Linked DNA regions of Mus musculus: region 2 is linked to region 1. A link is a contact called in public HiChIP or PLAC-seq data. All regions are on one chromosome and are shown on one strand. The core of a region is the stretch at or near the end of the contact, and the rest is flanking DNA. Distances in the headings are between cores, read along the strand shown. Region 1 has its middle 26 kb from the start of Zfp281. Region 2 overlaps Platr22 (pluripotency associated transcript 22).

What was found. HiChIP or PLAC-seq counts read pairs in DNA pulled down with a chosen protein or histone mark.
Region 2: an H3K27ac HiChIP or PLAC-seq map of embryonic stem cells shows a contact between it and region 1, with 23 read pairs. The contact joins two enhancer-like sites. A contact is called at or near these places in 1 of 15 datasets of contacts at CTCF or cohesin (CD8 T cells), 6 of 484 Hi-C or Micro-C datasets (the AML12 cell line, the G1E-ER4 cell line, astrocytes and 2 more) and 8 of 115 datasets of contacts at active chromatin or transcription factors (CD8 T cells, the NIH/3T3 cell line, embryonic stem cells and 2 more).

The regions. Positions count from the first base shown.
Region 1 is chr1:136,596,804-136,600,415 of GRCm38.p6, reverse strand. No RefSeq gene overlaps it. Among named protein-coding and RNA genes, the nearest start is that of Zfp281, 26 kb to the left of the region's middle. Within about 2 kb of position 1,960, at least 8 of the 459 cell types and tissues checked have an H3K27ac peak or open chromatin away from gene starts, as enhancers often do. A contact at or near this core is called in embryonic stem cells, where this site is marked.
Region 2 is chr1:136,705,736-136,709,347 of GRCm38.p6, reverse strand. The region is part of intron 2 of Platr22 (pluripotency associated transcript 22); the gene reads right to left. Among named protein-coding and RNA genes, the nearest start is that of Platr22, 11 kb to the right of the region's middle. Within about 2 kb of position 1,762, at least 73 of the 459 cell types and tissues checked have an H3K27ac peak or open chromatin away from gene starts, as enhancers often do. A contact at or near this core is called in embryonic stem cells, where this site is marked.

The DNA.
Region 1 (3,612 bases), core at 711-3,210:
AGGGATTAGTGGCTTGCACAGTCACAATACCCGGCTTTCAAAGACTCACTCTACTGAAAAGTTGCTCGAAAGAGGTGAAGTTGAGGACCATCAAGCCCAGAGAATGACCTCAACCAGATAAGGAGGTTGGGATCTATTTGCATGCTGCAAAAAAAACCAGGAAGGAAATTGCCAAAATAGTACCAGGGACTTTCCCTCCTTCCATCATTTTCTCTGATTTTTCAGTGTCTTTTTCTTCACCCCACTTTCTCGTTAGTATGGGGTCTTGATTATTTGCCCAGGCTAACCCTCACAGCACTCTGTAGCCCACACAGGCCTTGAACTTGTGATATTCCTGCTTCCATCTTCTGAATATTTAAGGCTATCTATAGGCCTTTGAAAAATGTTATTTGTACTTTCCTCAATGTTTTAAACTAAAATACCAATGCTAGGAATAGTTTTGCTTTTTTGTTTATTATTTTTAGTACCGTTAGTAAAATTTGAACACTAGGGCTGGTGAGATGGCTCAGCGGTTAAGAGCAAACGACTGTTCTTCCAAAGGTCCTGAGTTCAAATCCCAGCAACCACATGGTGGCTCACAACCATCTGTAATGAAATCTGATGCCATCTTCTGGAGTATCTGAAGACAGCTACAGTGTACTTACATATAATAAATAAATAAATAAATAAATAAATAAATAAATATTTAAAAAGTTTTTTTGAACACTAACATCAAGAACTTCATCAACTGACACATCCTTCCATCCTGGTTCCTGCCCAGCACCCGTCTCCAGTCTTTTGGCTCTCATCACCAATAAATCTCCATCACCTTAAGGTACACATGTCCCACAAGAATGCCTGGTGACCTCAGTTTATTGAGATACAAAATAAATTACCAAATTGTAGCCTAGTGCTATCTCTTAAGCCCACCTGAAAAAATTGTAACACAGGGGGCTGGAGAGATGGCTCAGTGGTTAAGAGAACTGTCTGCCCTTCCAAAGGTCCTGGGTTCAATTCCCAGCAACCACATGGTGGCTCACAACCATCTGTAATGGAATCTGATGCCCTCTTCTGGTGTGTCTGAAGACAGCTACATACAGTGTACTCATATACATAAAACAAATAATTCTTTTTTAAAAAAATTGTAACCCAAATGTGCCCATGAAAATCTGAGTATTGGATTCTCTATACTAAAAAGAAAAGCACCATAATTAGTACTTTGTTTTCTCAAAAGCAAATGATCTATTAAACTAAATCTAAAGATACTTAAGGAATAACGTTGGTGGCAGAATATAAGGATATAATGAAAGGCGTCTGAGGATGGTTTAGCACCCAGTTGAAGATAAAGCACCCTGAATAACCACAGTGGGAACTGGTCAATGGCAGGAGCATCTTTGATTAAGACACAACAGGAGGGAGTCGGGCAGCAACGGAAATGGGAAGTCATACCTGCTGCTGTTGTAAATCTCTACTATGGGAAAGAAATTGTAACTAGGACACACTCACACTCTTACGCTGAAGTCGCCTCAGCGGACAGATTTTGTCAACCATAATTGTTGGTAGCGTGGGGTCTTTACAGCGAAGAGACTGGCTCCTCTTCAGCTCTGTTCAAGCAAGAGAGTGGAAAGGGACCAATCTCAGTGTCCACCGGAGAGGTAAACATCAAATACAAATACACAGGAGAAAAAAAGAAAACAGAAAACCAGGGAAAGGGTAAAGGCAAACGGTACTAGTTAGAACTAGCTAGTACTAGTTAGAACCCTGGTGGCAAGCATTCCCTCAACAAAGATCTGCACTTCTGTTGTCCGTTTGTAGTATAAGAGATTGAGGCATAAGCTAGACCCACTCATCACTAGTGAAGGAGGCGCATACCTTTATCTATCTCACTGGGAAGCCAAGTTTATTCCGAGCCCTCCTGATGTTAAAGGCCAAATCCTACTCTCCCGAAGCTCAGGCCTTCCCCCTGCTAGAAGAGCTCTCTACAACTGAGCCACACCCCAGTCCTTGCAGCTCCTTTTGTTACCACTCTCTAGGAATAAGCCCCTCACTCTCTTAGCAGGACCCTTCCTACACAGGCTTTCAGTGCTTTCCTCTCAAGATGGCTCAGCAGTTAGGAGCACTAGCTGCTCTTCTGGACGACCAGGACTGGTTCCCAGCACCCATGTGGTGCCTCACAGCTAGCTGGAACTCCAGTCCTAGGGACCTAATGCCCTGGTCTGCCCTCTGCATGCACCAGGCATGTGGTGTGCAGATATTAATGCACGAATGTGAGACACCATGCGGGTGCCAGGAATGGAACCCAGGTCATCTGGAAGAGCAAGCCAGTGCTTTGAACCATTGAGATATTCTCCAGCCCTCCTCTGTATTTCTTCTATTGAGAAATTCTCCTTAGCCTATTTTTTGATTGGGTTGTTTGTTTTCATATGTATATAATATATATATTATAATAAAATATATATTAGAATATATATATATAGTTTTAATGCTACCTTTTATTCTTTTGATTTATATGATTTTGTGATCCAGCCATATTAAGTAAAGTCTATGAAAGAACTAGGGATATAGGTCAATTGGTAGAGTATTCGCCTACAGTGTATGAAGGTCAGGGGTTGAGCCCCAAAACTCCAAGACCAAGACAGAAGGCTCAGAAGCTCAAGGCCATCCTTGGCTACTTAGCAAGTTCAAGGTCAACCTGATACCCTGTCCAAAAAACAAACTCTAAGAAAATAGAAGCTGGGCAGTGCTGGCTCATTCCTTTAATCCTAGCACTCAGGAGGAAGTGGCAGGAGGATCTCTGTGAGTTCAAGGCCAGCCTGTTCTACAACAAAACGAGTTCCAGGACAGCCAGAACTACACAGAGAAACCCTGTCTCAGGGACAAATAACAAAGCAAAACAAACAAAAAGAAAAGGAAAAAACCCAAACAAAACAAAACAAAACAAGAGTAATTCCATAGGCTCTGTCTTAGGGTTTACGGCTATAAACAGACACCATGACCAAGGCAAGTTTGTTTGTTTGGTTTTTTTTTTTAATTTATTTATTATTATACATACGTACACTGTAGCTGTCTTCAGACTCACTAGAAGAGGGCGTCAGATCTCATTAGGGATGGTTGTGAGCCACCATGTGGTTGCTGGTATTTGAACTCAGGACCTTTGGAAGAATAGTCAATCCTCTTACCCTCTGGGCCATCCCACCAGCCCCCAAGGCAAATTTTTATAAAGGACAACATTTAATTGGGGCTGGCTTACAGGCTCAGAGGTTCAGGCCATTATCAAGGTGGGAGCATGACAGCATCCAGGCAGGCCTGGTATAGGAGAAGCTGAGAGTTCTACATCTTGTTCCTAAGACAGGAAAAGACTGGCTTCCAGGCAGCTAGGATGAGGGCCCTCAGTGACACACTGACTCCAACAAGGCCACACCCACTCCAACGAGGCCACACCTCCTACTAGTGCCACTCCCTGGGCTAAGCATATTCAAACCATCACAGGGTCCACCCAGTGGAGGCCCCTTCCTTTCAACATGGTTACACTTCCTGAGGAAGATCTTGGATCTGCTGGACCATCGTATGTAATGCACACAAAGTCCTAGCTTTGATTCCCAGCACCATGGAATTGTGGCACACATTTGTAAA
Region 2 (3,612 bases), core at 513-3,012, 110 kb before region 1:
TTAATCCCATGTGATCCTCAATGTCCACAGCATTGTTAGCACTGTGTGAAAGATGAACGTGACACAGTCATACAAGTGTGAAGGGACAGAATCCACACTCCAATCTGCCTGACTTGTCTCCAGAGCTCATGTCACTGTTGTGTGACCTACACCGCCCTTCTCTTCTTCCCCACGTCTTCAGTTTCACCTCAGCTTCCTGCCATGCCTTTTTTCTGAAAGTAACTTTCAGCCTCACTTGTACAGCAGTGTCCCTCGACCTGTGAGTCGCGACCCCCTTTCACAGGGGTCATCTAAGACCATCCGAAAGCATACTTACATTATAACTCATAGCAGTAGCAAAACGACAGTTATGAAGTAGCAGTGAGGTAATTTTGTGGCTGAGGGGGGTCACCACAATATGATTCTAGAAGTGTATCAAAGGGGCGTGGCATTAGGAAGGTTGAGAACGGCTGTTACAGAGGAAGGGCGGGAACATCTGCAGCTCTCCCCTGTAGGTCAGCTTGACTCTAATGGTGGGCCTCCCTAAGGCTTTCCATGTTAAAACAAAACAAACAACAACAGAACAGCCCACCTTAAACCTTGGCTGACTATTTAATTTGTTGTCCAAACGCTGATCAGCGGTTCTCAGCCTTCCTGATGCGGCTACCCTTTAATACACTTCATATTGTGGTGACCACCAACCATAAAATTATTTTCGTTGCTACTTTATGACTGTAATTTTGCTGCTGTTATGAATCATAATATAAATATCTGATATGTGGGATATCTGATATACGACCACAGGTGAAGAACCGCTTCCTCAGACAATGGAAGGGGAAGCTGGGCATGATGGATCAGCTGTAATCCTTGCGATGCTGAGGCAGGGGGATCAAGACCAGCCTAGGCTGCACAGTAAGACCCTGTCTCCAGGGTGGGCAGAGAAGGGGGTGCCAACAGCAGCCACTCCTTCTTGACACCTGACTTTTTTTTTCAAGTCATAAAGGGAAGAGTGTGCAAATGTGTCATGACACACGTGTAGAGGTCAGAGGTCAGCTTCAGGACGATTTATCCTTCCACTTGTATATGGGTTCCAGGGCTCCAACTCCGCTTGTCAGCCCTGCCCAGCAAGGGCTTTTACCTGCTAAAGCATCTTGAAGGCCCTACTGTCTCCCCCTAGGGGAGACATATTTAGAGGTTATCTGAGAGGACAAAATAATCAAAGTTCTTTCTCTGCTTAGTCATCAATCATCACGGAAAACATCTGTGAACAGGTGCGTGCAGGTGGGGTGGGGAGGCGGGCAGGATCTATACAGCCAGTCACGAGTAGGCCCCGAATCAGACAACAGCTCAGTCCTGCAACTCACTTTGGATATGACACCATTCAGCCGGTCACCGTGTCAGATCCCACACGTTGAAGACACTTTGGTCCCAGGCTCCCCACATCCCGTGCCAGTCGCTATGGATCGTTTTTGAGTTGTGCTTCTAACCAACTACAACTCAGCTGTGCTAGTCAGTGCTATTCAGGCTCACGGTGCCTGGGAAGAGACACCGTGGTGACCACAGCAACTCTTATGAAGGAAAAAGTCTCGTTGGGGCTGGCTTACAATTCAGAGGTCCGTTATCGTCATAGTGGGAAGCGCGGCTGCATGCAGGCAGAAATGGTGAAGGAGATGTAGCTGAGAGTTCTACATCCGGATTGGCAGGCAGCCGGAAGAGAGAGCCACACTGAGCCTGTCTTGAGCTTCTGAAACTCAAAGCTCCTCCCCCTTCCCCCAGTGACACACCTCCTCAAAAAGGCCACACCTACTCCAACAAGGCCACACCTCCTCATAGGGCCACGCCCTGTGAGCCTCTGGAGGTCATTTCCTTTCAAACCACCACACCAGCTGTGCCTCCCTCCTCCTGTTTGGCTAATCTGCTGGTGTTGCAAGTAAGGAAACAGGCTTGCTGGCTTACTGTAGAACTAGGTAACAGATGAAGGGACGCACAGGGCTCAGGGCATAGTCAAGACAGGGGTTTGAGGGAAAGCCAGCTTCCAGGTGCTTAGAACAGCCAGCCATCTATCTCATGGCTCTCCGAACTCAGGTCTTTGTGGAATGTTCACTACGTAGGCATGACTGAGTTCGTGACTGAGTTGATCACTGGTAACAAATTTGCAGCCTCTCTCGCTTCCTTCCCTGCGCTTTCCCGGTGCCCAGGCCCCATCCCAAAGCCAGTAATTAGCTCAGTAGCAACCAAAACCAAACAAACAAAAATCTCACATTTATCATAGGTTTACTCCTCAACATTACTCGTTTCCTGAGCGCGGTTCAGGCACACTAGGCAGGATGGTGTGAGGGAGCATTTGTTGAACATATGAGGTGCTGGGTACCATCCAAACATTGCCTAGAAAAAAGTCTAGTCAAGATAGCACATGTATCCCATCAGCTGCGGTGATTTTCAATATGGAGCAGAGCCTACCGCAGGTGGGCTTGACCCAAATGGCCCTGCTGCAGGAAAACGGCTCCTATTTTGTCGCCCCAAGCACAGCCTGACTGTGTTTCTGATCTTAGTGCATTTTGAGGACAAAATGTTCGGGGCTTCAGGAAAGTGTATGAGCAGAAACTGTCTGCACCTAAAATGGCCACCAGAGCAACAGCCAGACAACATTTAACCGCATTGTAATCTATCTGCCGGCTAAATGGCATACTCTCCAGCACGATGCCTGTTGACAATTGCCATGGTAACCGTGGCAGGGAACTATAAAAGGAACAAAAAGAGACTGCCTTAAGGTTCCCAGAAAAGAGATGAATAAATATCTTCACTACCCATCACCCTTATCAGCACCTCATTTTTAAAATCTTTTTTTTTAATTTACCTTTATTTTATGTGCATTGGTGTTTTGCCTGCATGTATGTCTGTGTGAGAGTGCTGATCTTGGAGTTACAGACAGTTGTGAGCTGCCATGTGGGTGCTGGAATTTGAACTGGCGTCTTCTGGAAGAATAGCTAACGCCCTCACCTGCTGATCCATCTCTCCAGCACTTTCTTCCCCTCATTTTTGATACCGTATCTATAACCTCCCTTTGTCCCCGTTTCTCTTGTTCTTGTTGAATAGGAAGATATCTGTTTCGCTATTTAGTCAATGCTCATTGCTTTCTCACTTCAGAAAGGGAAAAGGGACAAGTCTAGAGACAAAAATCTCAGTAACAAATCAGGCTGAGGGAATTCAAGGCCAGCCTGGGCTACATAGAGAAGTACAGGTGAAGGCCAGTTCAAGAGACAAAGAAGACTGTCTAAAATCAACCAACCAACCATCTGATAGCAACTAAAAATCTCTAACCATGTTAGGAGAAACAGCCCTGACTCACGGCTGGGTGTACCTGCCTGCTCTTGGAATACCAGCCCTAAGAAAGTGGAGGGAGGAGAGAATAAGGAGTCAGCATCTTCTATCAGTAGGTTTGGGGCCAACCTAGGCCACATGAGGCTCAGAAAGAAAGAACAATGGGGGCATGACACACTGGGAGAATGCTTACCTAGTAGTTTATAAAAAGTAATAGGTTCAGCCGGGTGTGGTGGCGCTACGCCTTAATCCCAGTACTCCGGTGGCAGAGGCAGGCGGATTTCTGAGTTCAAGGCCAGCCTGGTCTACAGA